Linked DNA regions of Macaca mulatta: region 1 is linked to region 2. A link is a contact called in public Hi-C data. All regions are on one chromosome and are shown on one strand. Each heading gives the region's core, a stretch centred on a gene start, on an enhancer-like site or on the middle of the called end of the contact. The rest is flanking DNA. Distances are from core to core; before and after follow the strand shown. Region 1 holds the start of PISD (phosphatidylserine decarboxylase). Region 2 holds the start of DEPDC5 (DEP domain containing 5, GATOR1 subcomplex subunit).

What was found. Hi-C and Micro-C count contacts between places; a contact is called where the count stands out from the background.
Region 1: a Hi-C map of liver shows a contact between it and region 2, with 3 times the contacts expected there. The contact joins the promoter of PISD here to the promoter of DEPDC5 in region 2. A contact is called at or near these places in 3 of 14 Hi-C or Micro-C datasets (cortical neurons, fetal cortex germinal zone and liver).

What each region holds. Positions count from the first base shown.
Region 1 is chr10:19,848,122-19,854,264 of T2T-MMU8v2.0, forward strand. PISD (phosphatidylserine decarboxylase) reads left to right here and starts at 3,809. Exons shown (of 7, transcript XM_077950023.1): 1 at 3,809-3,883. The coding sequence starts at 3,819. It overlaps LOC144331802 (a long non-coding RNA gene), which reads right to left. Exons shown (of 2, transcript XR_013399304.1): 2 at 3,802-5,015.
Region 2 is chr10:19,751,496-19,757,707 of T2T-MMU8v2.0, forward strand. It overlaps DEPDC5 (DEP domain containing 5, GATOR1 subcomplex subunit), which reads right to left and starts at 4,722. Exons shown (of 43, transcript XR_013399222.1): 1 at 4,689-4,722; 2 at 3,703-3,820; 3 at 116-203. It overlaps LOC144331817 (a long non-coding RNA gene), which reads left to right. Exons shown (of 2, transcript XR_013399321.1): 2 at 2,617-3,823.

The sequences.
Region 1 (6,143 bases), core at 2,559-5,058, 96 kb after region 2:
ATATAAAGACAATAGTCTTTATACCAACACAGTTGTAAAATATAATTTTTAATTTTTAATGGAGAAAGGGGTCAGTCCACTGAGGCAAAAGTGCTTAGGGCTCACGAAAGCCTGGAAGCTCCGCCACCACCATCCACACTGCAAAAATCCTTTGAAAACAAAGTTGAGGCAAGCTGGTTCTTAAATTCTAGGCTAATTCTGCCCCCTAGCGGCTACAGAGAAATCTCAGAAATTAATGCCCCCTAGTTGTTGAGTAATTCGCACCTACCAGGTGCCTTGAACTTAGTTAGGCTGCATTTTTTTATCCTTGCAATTCCATGAGGTAAGTGATATCCACATGTATAGATAAGCTGCCGAAGATCCGAGTGCTTAAGTTGGTGGGTCTTACGGAAGTGAATGCTGTTTCTTACTGAAGGAGGCACAGAGAGTGCAAACCTTTGTGGGCAGGAAGCCTGCTCTAAAGTTTGAGACTGTCAGGCCCGGCGCGGTGGCTCACGCCTGTAATCCTGGCACTTTGGGAGGCCGACGCGGGCAGACCACTTGAGGTCAGCAGTTCGAGACCAGTCTGGCTAACATGATGAAAACCCGTTTCTACTAAAAATTCAAAAATTAGCTGGGTGTGTGGCACGCCTAAAATTCAAAAATTAGCTGGGTGTGTGGCACGCCTGTAGTCCCTGCTACTCAGAAGCCTGAGGCAGGAGAATCGCTTGAACCCGGGATGCAGAGGCTGCAGTGACCCGAGATTGCATCACTGCACTCCAACCTGGGCAACGGAGTGAGGATTCATCTTAAAAAATAAAGCTGGAGACTTTTATTCTAAAAGCATTTCAGTGAGCCATCCATTTATTTATTTCCCTATAAGCTTGGAAATATAGGTTCTTCCCTATCTATCTACATGACGGTAATGAGCACATATCCTGATCAGATAATACATGATTTGCAAACATTTTCTCTCATTCTGTGGGTTGTGTTTCCTCTCTCTCTCTCTCTCTCTCTCTCTCTCTCTCTCTCTCTCTCTCTCTCTCCCTCCCTCTTTCTTCAAGACAGAGTTTCTGGCCGGGCTCAGTGGCTCATGCCTGTAATCCCAGCACTTTGGGAGGCCGAGGCGGGCGGATCACGAGGTCAGAAGATCAAGACCATCCTGGCTAACAGGGTGAAACCCAGTATTTACTAAAAATACAAAAAGTTAGCCGGGCGTCGTGGTGGGCGCCTAGAGTCCCAGTTACTGGGGAGGCGGAGCTTGCAGTGAGCCGAGATGGCGCCACTGCACTCCAGCCTGGGTGACACAGACTGTCTCAAAAAAAAAAAAAAAAAAAAAAAGACAAGAGTTTCACTCTTGTTGCCCAGGCTGGAATGCAATGGTACAATCTCGGCTTACTACAACCTCCGCCTCCCATGTTCAAGCGATTCTCCTGCCTCAGCCTCCTGACTAGATGGGATTACAGGCTTGCACCACCGCACCCGGCTAATTTTTGTATTTTTAGTAGAGACAGGGTTTCACCACGTTGGCCAGGCTGGTCTCCAACTCCCAACCTCAGGTGATCTGCCTGCCTTGGCCTCCCAAAGTGCTGGGGTTACAGGCGTAAGCCACGGCACCTGGTGTCTTTTCACTCTCTTGATAGTGTTCTTTGATGCACAAAAGTTTTAATTTTGACGTTTATCTTTGTTTTTGTTGTTATTGCCTGTGCTTTTAATGTCATATACAGGAAATCATTGCCAAATCCAACGTCATGAAGATTTCCCCTATATTTTCTTCTAAGAGTGTTATAGTTTTAGCTCTTCAGTTTACGTCTCTGATCCATTTTGAATGAATTTTTGTATGTGGTGTTAGACTCCACTTTACTTTTTGCATGTGGATATTCAGTTTTCCCAATGCACTTCATTTTGAAATAATTTCCCTGCATTCCCTGCTGGTTTACTACTCTCAATTAGATAGTAAAACCAATTAAACCAATTTTTTTTTTTTTTTGAGATGGAGTCTCACTCTGTCTCCCAGGCTGGAGTGCGATGGCACGATCTCAGCTTACTGCAACCTCCGCCTCCCAGGTTCAAGCAATTCTCGTGCCTCAGCCTCTGGAGTAGCTGGGATTACAGGCAGGCGGCACCACGCCCGGCTAATTTTTGTATTTTTAGTAGAGATGGGGTTTCACCATGTTGGCCAGGCTGGTCTTGAACTCCTGACCTCAGGTGATCTGCCTGCCTTGGCCTCCCAAAGTGCTGGGATTACAGGGTGAGCCACCGTGCCCAGCCTCTTAAAAAAAAAAAAAAAAGAGATGGGGTCTCACTATGTTGTCCAGGCTGGTCTCAAACTCTTGGCTCAAGCTATTCTCCCACCTCAGCCTCCCGATGAGTGGGGAATACAGGCATGAGCCACTGTGCCCCGCCAAAACCAATTCTATACAATTTTTTTTTTTCTTTTCGGACTTTGAAAACCATAATAAAGGGAGGTATCTTCCCCCAAATACCAAACCTGGTGCCTTCTAAGCTCTCTGTAGGAGCTGAGTATGCCCTAGTTGAACTTAAGCCAACTACACAGAAATAACTGCAGGCACCAGGGAGCATATTCCTCCTCCTGTCAAATGCCTGGTGAAGGCAACTGTGATTATCAGCTTAGCAGAGGAAAAAGTAGCGCTGTATTCCTGCAGTTGTTGGACCCAAATTCTGCCAGATTCTAGGCAAAGGGCTTAAAAGGCAGAATGTTTAGGCCCGGCGCGTTGGCTCACTCTTGCAATCCCAGCATTTTGGGAGGCCGAGGCAGGAGGATCACGAGGTCAGGAGATTGAGACCATCCTTGCTAATACAGTGAAACCCCGTTTCTACGAAAAATTAAAAAAAAAAAAATTAGCCAGGTGTGGTGACGGGCGCCTGTAGTCCCAGCTACTCGGGAGGGTGAGGCAGGAGAATGGCGTGAACCTGGGGGGCGGAGCTTGCAGTGAGCTGAGATTGCACCACTGCACTCCAGCCTGGGCGACAGAGCAAGACTCCGTCTCAGGAAAAAAAAAAAAAAAAAAAAATAGGAAGAATGTTTAGGACATGGTTTTTGGAGTCAGAGACGTATGTTCCAATTCTGGCTTCACTATTTTATAGTCTTTGAGCATGTGCCCTTTATGTACCCTTGAAGATGTCGCTTAACCTTTCTGAGCCTCAGGTACCTCATCTTTAAAATGGGGATAATGTTTCGGTCCTAGCCACGAGTCTCTGGTCAGTGCTCAGTAAAAAGTAGCAGACACGATTGAAAACTCGTTTTCCTCTTACAATTGAAGATAGGAACCTTTTTAAGAGCAAGCACCAGGCACCGAATTTAACGACTGGTTGCATTTCTGGGTGATCCAAGACCGTTTGTCCCCGGTCTCCCTGGCAGCACAGCGGTAGGAGTTAAGAATGATGTTACACCATGCATGCAAAGTGCTCACAACACACTCTGGCACTCAGAAAACGAGAGCTGAGTCATGGATGCCCAGTTTCCCCATCTGTAAAATGAGCAAGTTCGATCACTTGAAACGACATTCTTGGACCTTGGATGACTCAGATTTTCCAGGTACATACGGAAAAGCACGCCAGAGGGAAGGAGGAGGAGTGGCAGTGCTGCGACCAAGCCCAGGTTTAGCGAAACCGACAGCTCCACCACCCGCACTAGTTACCCCAGCTCCGGAGATGCCAAGCGGATGGGGTGGGTAGTAGACACAGGGCGGAGCTTAGTCGGCTCCGCCCCCAGCCCGCGCTTTTCTCATTGGCCCAGTGAACTCGAGACTCGTGACGCCTTAGGCGTGCGCCCAGCGTGTGAAGGGGGCTTGGCTCGCTGAGCGGGAGGAGAGAAGATGGCGACATCCGTGGTGCACCGGTTTCTGCGATTACTGCACGGGGTCGCGCCGTGGCGGAGCAGGTATAGCAGCGCGGAGAGACTGCCTTGGGGCGTGGGGCAATCTGGACCAAGCTGGGGTCTGGAGAGAGATGTTTCTCTGTCGCGGGCTCGCTCTGAGGCGAGCTTGGGTGGAGACGGAGCTACCTTCACCTCGAGCTTAGAAGCAGGTGCGACTGCTCCTGTCTAGGGCGGTCCGGATTTAGTTAAGGTGTGGCCTAGAAAGTCTCGCTTTGCCCTTTCCAGCTAGGTGGAAGTTCACGAGGGACAAAACCAGATGAAATAGGCTTCCTGCCCGTCACTCGACTCGAGGCAGGGCTTTCAGATGTTCAGATGCCATTTTCTCATGTGTTCGTTTTTGTAGAAGGAGGGATGTCTTGTGGGAAGGGCACTAGATTGAGTGTCAGGCTACTTTCATTTCTGGATCTTAGTCTTTGAAGCTCGAGGGTTGGATTAAGTAATCTCAAAACAGTCTGTTATGGGGCTAGAGTCTTGGTTACCCTTGTGACCCCCAGCTGTTAGGTTCTTAGAAATTGAAGAGACTTGAGGGGGTCTTCTTAGTCCAGCTGTCTCTCTTTGGAGTTAATGAGATTGGGGCTCCGAGAGAGGGAGGGATTTGCTCGAGTTCACCTAGCCAGTTTGTAGCAGAGCCAGGAATCAAGGTACCTCTCTCTCACGCGACGATCTTTCTCTCAGGCTGCCCACTGTGGGGACAGTTGTTATACAGAAAATAGAGCATTTGGACTGTCAGAAAATGGGTTAAAATGTTGGTATCTGTGACTCAGAGTCGGCTGCCTGGTGTCATTTCAAAGAGCTAAGATTTGAGAGATGCGTCATACTTGTGTGTTTCCTACAGGGTTCATTTTGTCAGCGTTGATCAGAGGATAACTTATTGTAGTTTTGGGAGGAGAAGGACACCGGATTTGGACTGAGGGGGGAACAGTAACCGTCATTGGTCTTGTTATGAAAGTGTGACATTTTCATCATTAACTGTACAGAAATGATTATCTCTTAGGAGAGGGCTCTGCATTATGGTGGTAACTGTTAGAATTTGGGCAGAAGGCTTTGTTTTCAATGTTATTAGCAGGCGCGCTGTTTATGAGTCAACCCTGAATTCATTTAAAGTGTGTCATAGGCCAGGTGCGGTGGCTCACGCCTGTGATCCCAGCACTTTGGGAGGCCAGGGTGGGTGGAGCACTTGAGGTAGGAGTTCGAGACCAGCCTGGCCAACGTGGTGAAACCCCGTCTCTACTAAAAAAATACAACAATCAGCTGGGCGTGGTGGCAGGCACCTGTAATCCCAGCTACTTGGGAGGCTGAGGCAGGAGAATTGCTTGAACCTGGGAGGCAGAGGTTGCAATGAGCCAAGATTGCGCCACCCCACTCCTGCCTGGGCGGCACAGTGAGACTTTGTCTCAAAAAAATTAAAAATAAAGTGTGTCATGAATTGGAAGGACTAAAATATGACATCTTAAAAAAGTTTTTGTTGTTGTTTATTTGTTTTGGGAATCAGAGCCTCACTCTGTTGCCCAAGAGGAAGTGCAGTGGTGTGATGATGGCTCACTGCAGCCTCCACCTCCTCAGCTCAAGCAGTTCTCCCACCTCAGCCTCCTGAGTAGCTAGGACCACAGGTGCACGCCACCACGCCCAGCTGTTTTTTTTTTGTTTTTTTTGAGGGGGGTAGACACAGGGTTTTACCATGTTGCCCAGGCTGGTCTCGAACTCCTGGGCTCAAGTGATCTATCCACTTTTTTTTTTTTTTTTGAGATGGAGTCTCGCTGTCGCCCAGGCTGGAGTGCAGTGGTGTGATCTCGGCTCACCTCAACCTCTGCCTCCTAGGTTCAAGCGATTCTCCTGCCTCAACCTGCCAAGTAGCTGGGACTACAGCCGCGCACCACCATGCCCAGCTAAGTTTTGTATTTTTAGTGGAGATGGGGTTTCACCATGTTTCCCAGGGTGGTCTCCATCTCCTGACCTCGTGATCTGCCTGCCTCGGCCTCCCAAAGTGCTGGGTTTACAGGCGTGAGCCACCGCACCCAGCCATCCACCCACTTTCACCTACGAAAGTGCTGGCATTACAGAGGTGAGCTATCGCACCCCATCTACAATAATTTTTTTAAATGATGAGAGGAAGCTGTACCTCAGTCACCATCATTTTAAAAAGGGGGAGAAAAAAGCTATATATACACATATATATACACACATATATACGTATATATATACACACACGTATATATACGCACACATATATATACACACATATATATATATTTTTTTCCGTGAG
Region 2 (6,212 bases), core at 3,472-5,971:
CCACCACAGCATGAACATTTTGAAAGGCAAAGAGAGTTATCTGCCCTTCAAATCCCTTGGACATCATCTGGAAACAGTGAATTGCCCAGTTCCATGGATCCTAAGAGACACTCACCTGTATTCATCGTTGGGGTGTGCAATCTCTACAATGTCTCCAAGCTTGATGTGAGGAAACACTTTGGGGTTCACAACTAGCTCATCATCTGAAAGACAATTCAGCGACTTCAAGTAGAAAAACACTCATTAGGTACATTGTGTATGTTCTCATTACTGGTTCCTCACAACCCTATCAGGATAGTATTGCCACCCCATTGACAGATGAGGCTCTATTTTGAAATGAGGCTTACAGTGACTAATGGATTCACACAGGAACACCAAGAGCAGTGGAGTGGGATGGTGCTCAGGTACCTTTGTCTCCATACTCCGTGCTCTCTCTACTACTGCACTGCTTCCAGGGACAGAGCAGCCCTCAGTATCTGGGAATTAGGCTTCTGGACAGCCTTTTACCCCTTCAAATATTGTGTATCTGGCATATAACAGGAACAAAACAGGCTGGTTTCTATAGATACAGCACAATTCCTTACAGTTATTCAATGTTCAAAGAATTTCCCAAACAGTATCTTAATGTGACCCTCAGAGTAAATCTTTAGATTTAACAGGAGTAAGAAAATAACCTCAGAGAGGCCAGGAGCAGTGGCTCACGCCTGTAATCTCAACACTTTGGGATGGATCACCTGAGGTCAGGAGTTCAAGACCAGCCTGGCAAACATGGCGCAACCCCGTCTCTACTAAAACTACAAAAATTAACCGGGCGTGGTGGTGGGCGCCTGTAATCCCAGCTACTTGGGAGCCCGAGGCAGGAGAATCACTTGAACCCAGGAGGCGAAGGTTGCAGTGAGCTGAAATCACACCACTGCACTCCAGCCTGAGCGACAGAGTGAGACTGCGTCTCAAAAATAAATAAATAAATAAAATAAAATAAGAGGGATGTGCTTTTATGTTTATCTACCCCTGCCCCTCTACCAGGGATGGGGAGAACTCTCTCAAATATTGCAAACTCAGAAGCATAAAGACAGAATGACTGTTTCGCTGTTTTAATTTGGGAGGAAAAACATCACTTTTAATTATGCTAATATCATGACAATTAAGTATATCTAGATTTCAAATATAACCAGATCCAACAAAAATTTCGCCTAATAAAATCAAACAATGGGTTACTCCCAAATTTTTGTTTCGTTTTCTTTTAGAGATAAGGTCTTGTTGTTGCCTAGGCTGGCGTACAGTGGCTATTTATAAGGACAATCCCACTATTGATCAGCACAGGAGTTTTGACCTGCTGTTCCCAACCTGAGGTGGTTCACATTTCCTAAGGCAACCTGGTGGTCCCCCACTCCTGGGAGGTCACTAGACTGACGCAGAACTTATTTCAGACACCCAATCAACATAATGTCCTATAGTCTGAAACTCCTGGGCCCAAGTGATCTTCCTGTCCCAGCCTCTTGAGTAGCTGTGACTACAGGCACACACCACAGCACCCAGCATCCCTAATTTTATCTGCTATGTTTCCACCGACAGTTTCACGACAAATCCTCCGTTGAAGCTTCCCCCCTAATTTACACAGTCTCAATTAAGGTCCCTGAGAATACATTCCCTTCTGCTTGGTTTTATCATTTCCTTTTTGCATGTCTGTCTTACAAAACTGAAAGCTCTTTAGGGACAAAGAACCTTGCAGTATTCATAATCATTGCGTCTGGCACAGGTATACGCCTAATAAATATCTGTTGGTTGTTTCTTTTTTATTATTTTTATTTTTATTTTTAAAGACAGGGTCTTGCTCTATTGCCCAGGCTGTGCAGTGGCGTGATCTTGGCTCACAGTAACCTTTGCCTCCTGGGTTCAAGCAATTATCGTGCCTCAGCCTCCCTAGTAGCTGAGATCACAGGCACGCACTACAACACCTGGCTAAGTTTTGTATTTTTAGCAGAGATGGGGTTTCACTATGTTGGCCGGGCTAGTCCTGAACTCCTGACCTCATATGATCTGCCCACCTTGGCCTCCCAAAACGCCAGGATTACAGTCATGAGCTACCATGTCCAGCTGTTAGTTGTATTTTGATCTATAGTCTTGCAGAAGACTGGATACAGCATCTAGCTACCTTTGTATTTTATACATCAAAATATGTATTTATATACATTGTATATACTGTATCCTTCTCTCTGCCAAAAGTTATGTTTTATTCCACTCCACAAATACTTAGGCAATATCAACAGCATACAAAGTAATAACAATAGACTGTACATTTTAGCAGAAATTGTAGTTTAAATACAGCAATGCCTGTAGTCTGGTAATTATAACGGCTTCATTTATTGAGCACAGAGTCTAATACTCTGCTAAATGCATTACATGTACCACCTTACTTAAGCTTCACAAGGCTCTATGATAGAGAAACTATTGTTTTCCCTTTTTGGTCGTCCTTTCCCTCTGGAGGCTTGTATCTACATAATGCAGAAGTAAATACACCCTAAAACACAACATTAAAAAGACTCATGTGGGGCGCGGTGGCTCATGCCTGTAATCCTAGCACTTCGGGAGGCCGAGGCGGGCGGATTGTCTGAGCTCAGGAGTTTGTGACCAGCCTGGGAAACATAGTGAAACCCTGTCTCTACTAAAATACAAAAAAAAAAATAGCTGGGCATGGTAGCATGCACCTGTAATCCCAGCTACTCAGGAGGCTGAGGCAGGAGAATTGCTTGAACCTGGAAGGTGGAGGTTGCAGTGAGCTGAGATCATGCCGCTGCACTCCAGTCTGGCGACAGAGCAAGACTCTGTCTCAAAAAAAAATAAATAAGTCAATAAATAATAAAATAAAATGACTCATTATATTGTTAACTCCAATTTCTGAATAAGGCTGTCAAGACAGAACGGAAAATTACTCCCTCACAAAAGAAAAAAAAAGTATACTAAGTGCCCTTTTATTCTTCAGATTTATGGACTCAAGGTGCTAAGGAGAGCTGGGTACAGTGGCTCATGCCTGTAATCCCAACTACTAGGGAGGCTGAGGTGGAAGGATCCTTTGAGCTCAGGAGTTCCAGACCAGCCTGGGCAAATGGGGAACCATGTCTCAAAAAAAAAAAAAAAAAGAAAGGAAAGGAAAAAAAAAATAGATGTTAAGAGAAACTATTCTAAAGCCCCTCAACTTTCAGATAAGGTACACTAGGAGCTTGTTCAAGGTCACCAGGAAAATTATAAGTAGAGCAGATATTCAGACTATAGTTCAGTGCAGGATACCATGCTGTATCCTGCCCCTTCTTCCCATGCCTAGAAGCCAGGCGAAAGTTCATGCTTTGACCATACCTGCTCTGTGCACATCTATGCTGCTTCTCTCTCACTCAATGTAAAAACTGATATATGGTTTTAGTTTCTCTTACCTGCCAAACCAGTGCAGGCTAGAATTTTATGGAACATACACGGAAGATTTGTAATTAACAATGCAATTCAACAAATGAAAGGTAGTAAACCGGCAGCATTCATAATGTTCCTTAAAAGTCTGAATGCAAATGCATTTAGAAGGGTCCTGCCATCCTCCTTGTTGCTTTGTCTGTTTAGCCTCAATTGTCACGAGTCAGTGTGTAATTTGAAGGCATTGCACACACCAGAACCTCAGCCAACTTACAAAACCTCTAAAGACCAATCGATACTGACCACTGCCCCCAAAGCCCTTCTTGTGGATGACGAGTTTGTAGACCTTTGTTGTTCTCATCTTGCACTGTTTTTCCCTTTAGCTGTTCCAAGCTTGGGGCAGAGAAGTCATCTTGCCTCCCTGCCATTGAAATACAAACAAAAAGGTTGGAAAGTCAGACTTTTCCTTGCAACCACTCTTTGATTTTAGGCCAGTGAAGATACTGGTGTTGCTCTGCTGTGAAGCGGTGCCAAGCGACTCTTGGATGAAGTCACTTCTCCAGTTACAAGGAGCGATGGAGAACAAACAGAACCACAGAATCCAAGAACTAAGGGGAATTCACGCCAGGGGCTAGTCAAACCTAGGAGAAGGTATTCTATCACACCCCTAAAGGGGAAGCATTGCGGTGAATGGGTACTCATTACCTTGTCTCCATCTACATCAATAACAACCGAACATTAAGGACATCTTAAAAGAAGTTAGCCCACTCATTTTGTAGATGATGAAAGTGTGAGTCACGGCAAGGGACTTGCTCAAGGTCACTTGAGACTTAGAGATACTCCCACCATCCTCATTTTGCTGCCAACGTCCTGAGCAAGGCGACCACAAAGAAGAGGAAGGCAGGAGTTTCCTCCCCCCAAACCTCGGTCTGTGTGAACTCTCAGCGTACCTTCCCTGACTCCCTTTCACAGCTGAGGCCGCTGAGGCTCAGAGAGGGAGAGAGACTTGTCCAAGGTCACACAGCGGATTGGGAATGAGGGCCAGGACTCGAACCTGGGCCAAGGCCCCCTACCTCAAGCCCCCCTCAGTCCCGAGTCTGGGGCGGGCAGCTCCACTCACCGAAGCTCTGGAGCCCCTTCCCGCCTCTGGCCGGGGCCGCGAGGGCTGGACCCTCTCCAGGATCCCCGCGCCTCCTCCAGATACCCCGCCTACGCCCTCGCGGCCCGCGCTGCTTCCGCCCCTGAGCCTGAAGCGCCTGCAAGGCCCTCCCCGACAGTGTAACGCTCACCTGAGAACCCGCGCCGCTCCGGTGGCTCCGCCCCGGGGCCCCGCCCCCTTCCCGCCCTGGCGCCCCCCCCCCCCCCCGCGCCGCTCTCGCCGGGCCTCCGCCTCGTCTCTGTGGCCGCGCCACTTCCTCATCCGGGGCTTGAGCCGGAGGCGGGGTATTGCGTGCGGCCTCTTGCTTGGGCCACCTCCTGGTGTTTCCTGCCCTCGAGCCTTAGAGCCTCCCGCCCCACGGAGGAAATCCATTTCCTCCGAAATAGACCCATGGCCACAGAGCTTCGTTTGCAACTTAGTGGTCTCCCCGTAGGGGAAACGAGATCCCTCAGAGCTCCGTTTTCTGTTACATGAACGAGGTTAATGACTCCTGTGGCTTCACTGGGCTGCTAAGAGGCGCCAACGAGAGTTTCTGGGAGGACTTCTGTAAAATGCAAGGGGCTGAGCACGCGAGAGTTAGTGTGATGGCCCCTGCTGGGAAGTGTCCACTTACCGGGGGCTTTTCAAACCCTTAAACTCCAAAGGACTTTCTGCGCCCCTCTGGTATTTTAATAAGAATGGCTGCCTGCCTTCACAGTCCTTATGTAATCATTGCATCCCTATTACGTGATGGATTCAGGAGGCAGATACTATCCTATTTCACAAACCGGGAAACAGCCTGAGGACACAAAACCCTTCAGAAGGAAGCAAGGACGAATCCTGACCCGCTCCCAGAACAGAGCCTTTAACCAACATCCTTTGGTCATTCCCAGGGCACAGCCTAAACTTGAATCTGTCAGGATATCTTTCTCTCCCAGCAGAAAACCAGAGAGCTGGGTGGGCCGGGTCAGGCTCTCGCCGAAGGCTCCTGACAATTGCCAGCTCCGCCTGCTGCCACTGATACCCCCGCCCCCAAGTCCAGTCCACCGTTTCCGACCTGAGCGGCAGGAACTCGATAGGACCTCCCTGCTTCCCCTCTTGCAGCCCGAGAGATCTTATAACTGGAATCAGTGTCTCGGTCACGCCACTCCTCTGCTGCTTCTAATCACACTGACTGTTAAGTCTAAACGACACAGCACTTGTCTTACATTTCTTTATATCTTTAATGCTTACGGTGCCCGTTTCTTACGGATTTGGGAAACTTAAAAATGTTGAAAGAAAAACCATGGTATACCGTAGTGAAACATTCTACAGTGGACCAAGGGGATCCTGGGACAGGACAAGCAACTTCTTAAGCATGGATGCCTTTACGTTGGGACTCAGGAGAAGTTAGGTAAATAACGCAAGTATTAAGTAATTGCGATTTTTTTTTTTTTTTTTGGAGATGAGGTCACCCTCACCCAGGCTGGAGTGCAGTGGCGCGATCTTGGCTCACTGCCATCTCTGCCTCCCCCGCTCATGGGATCCTCCCACCTCATCCTCCTAGTAGCTGGAATTACAGGTCCGTGCCCAGCTAATTTTTGTGTTTTTTGTAGAGACGGGGTTTTGCCATGTGGCCCTGGCTGGTCTCAAACTCCAGGGCTCAAGCAATCCGTTCGCCTTGGCCTCCCAAAGT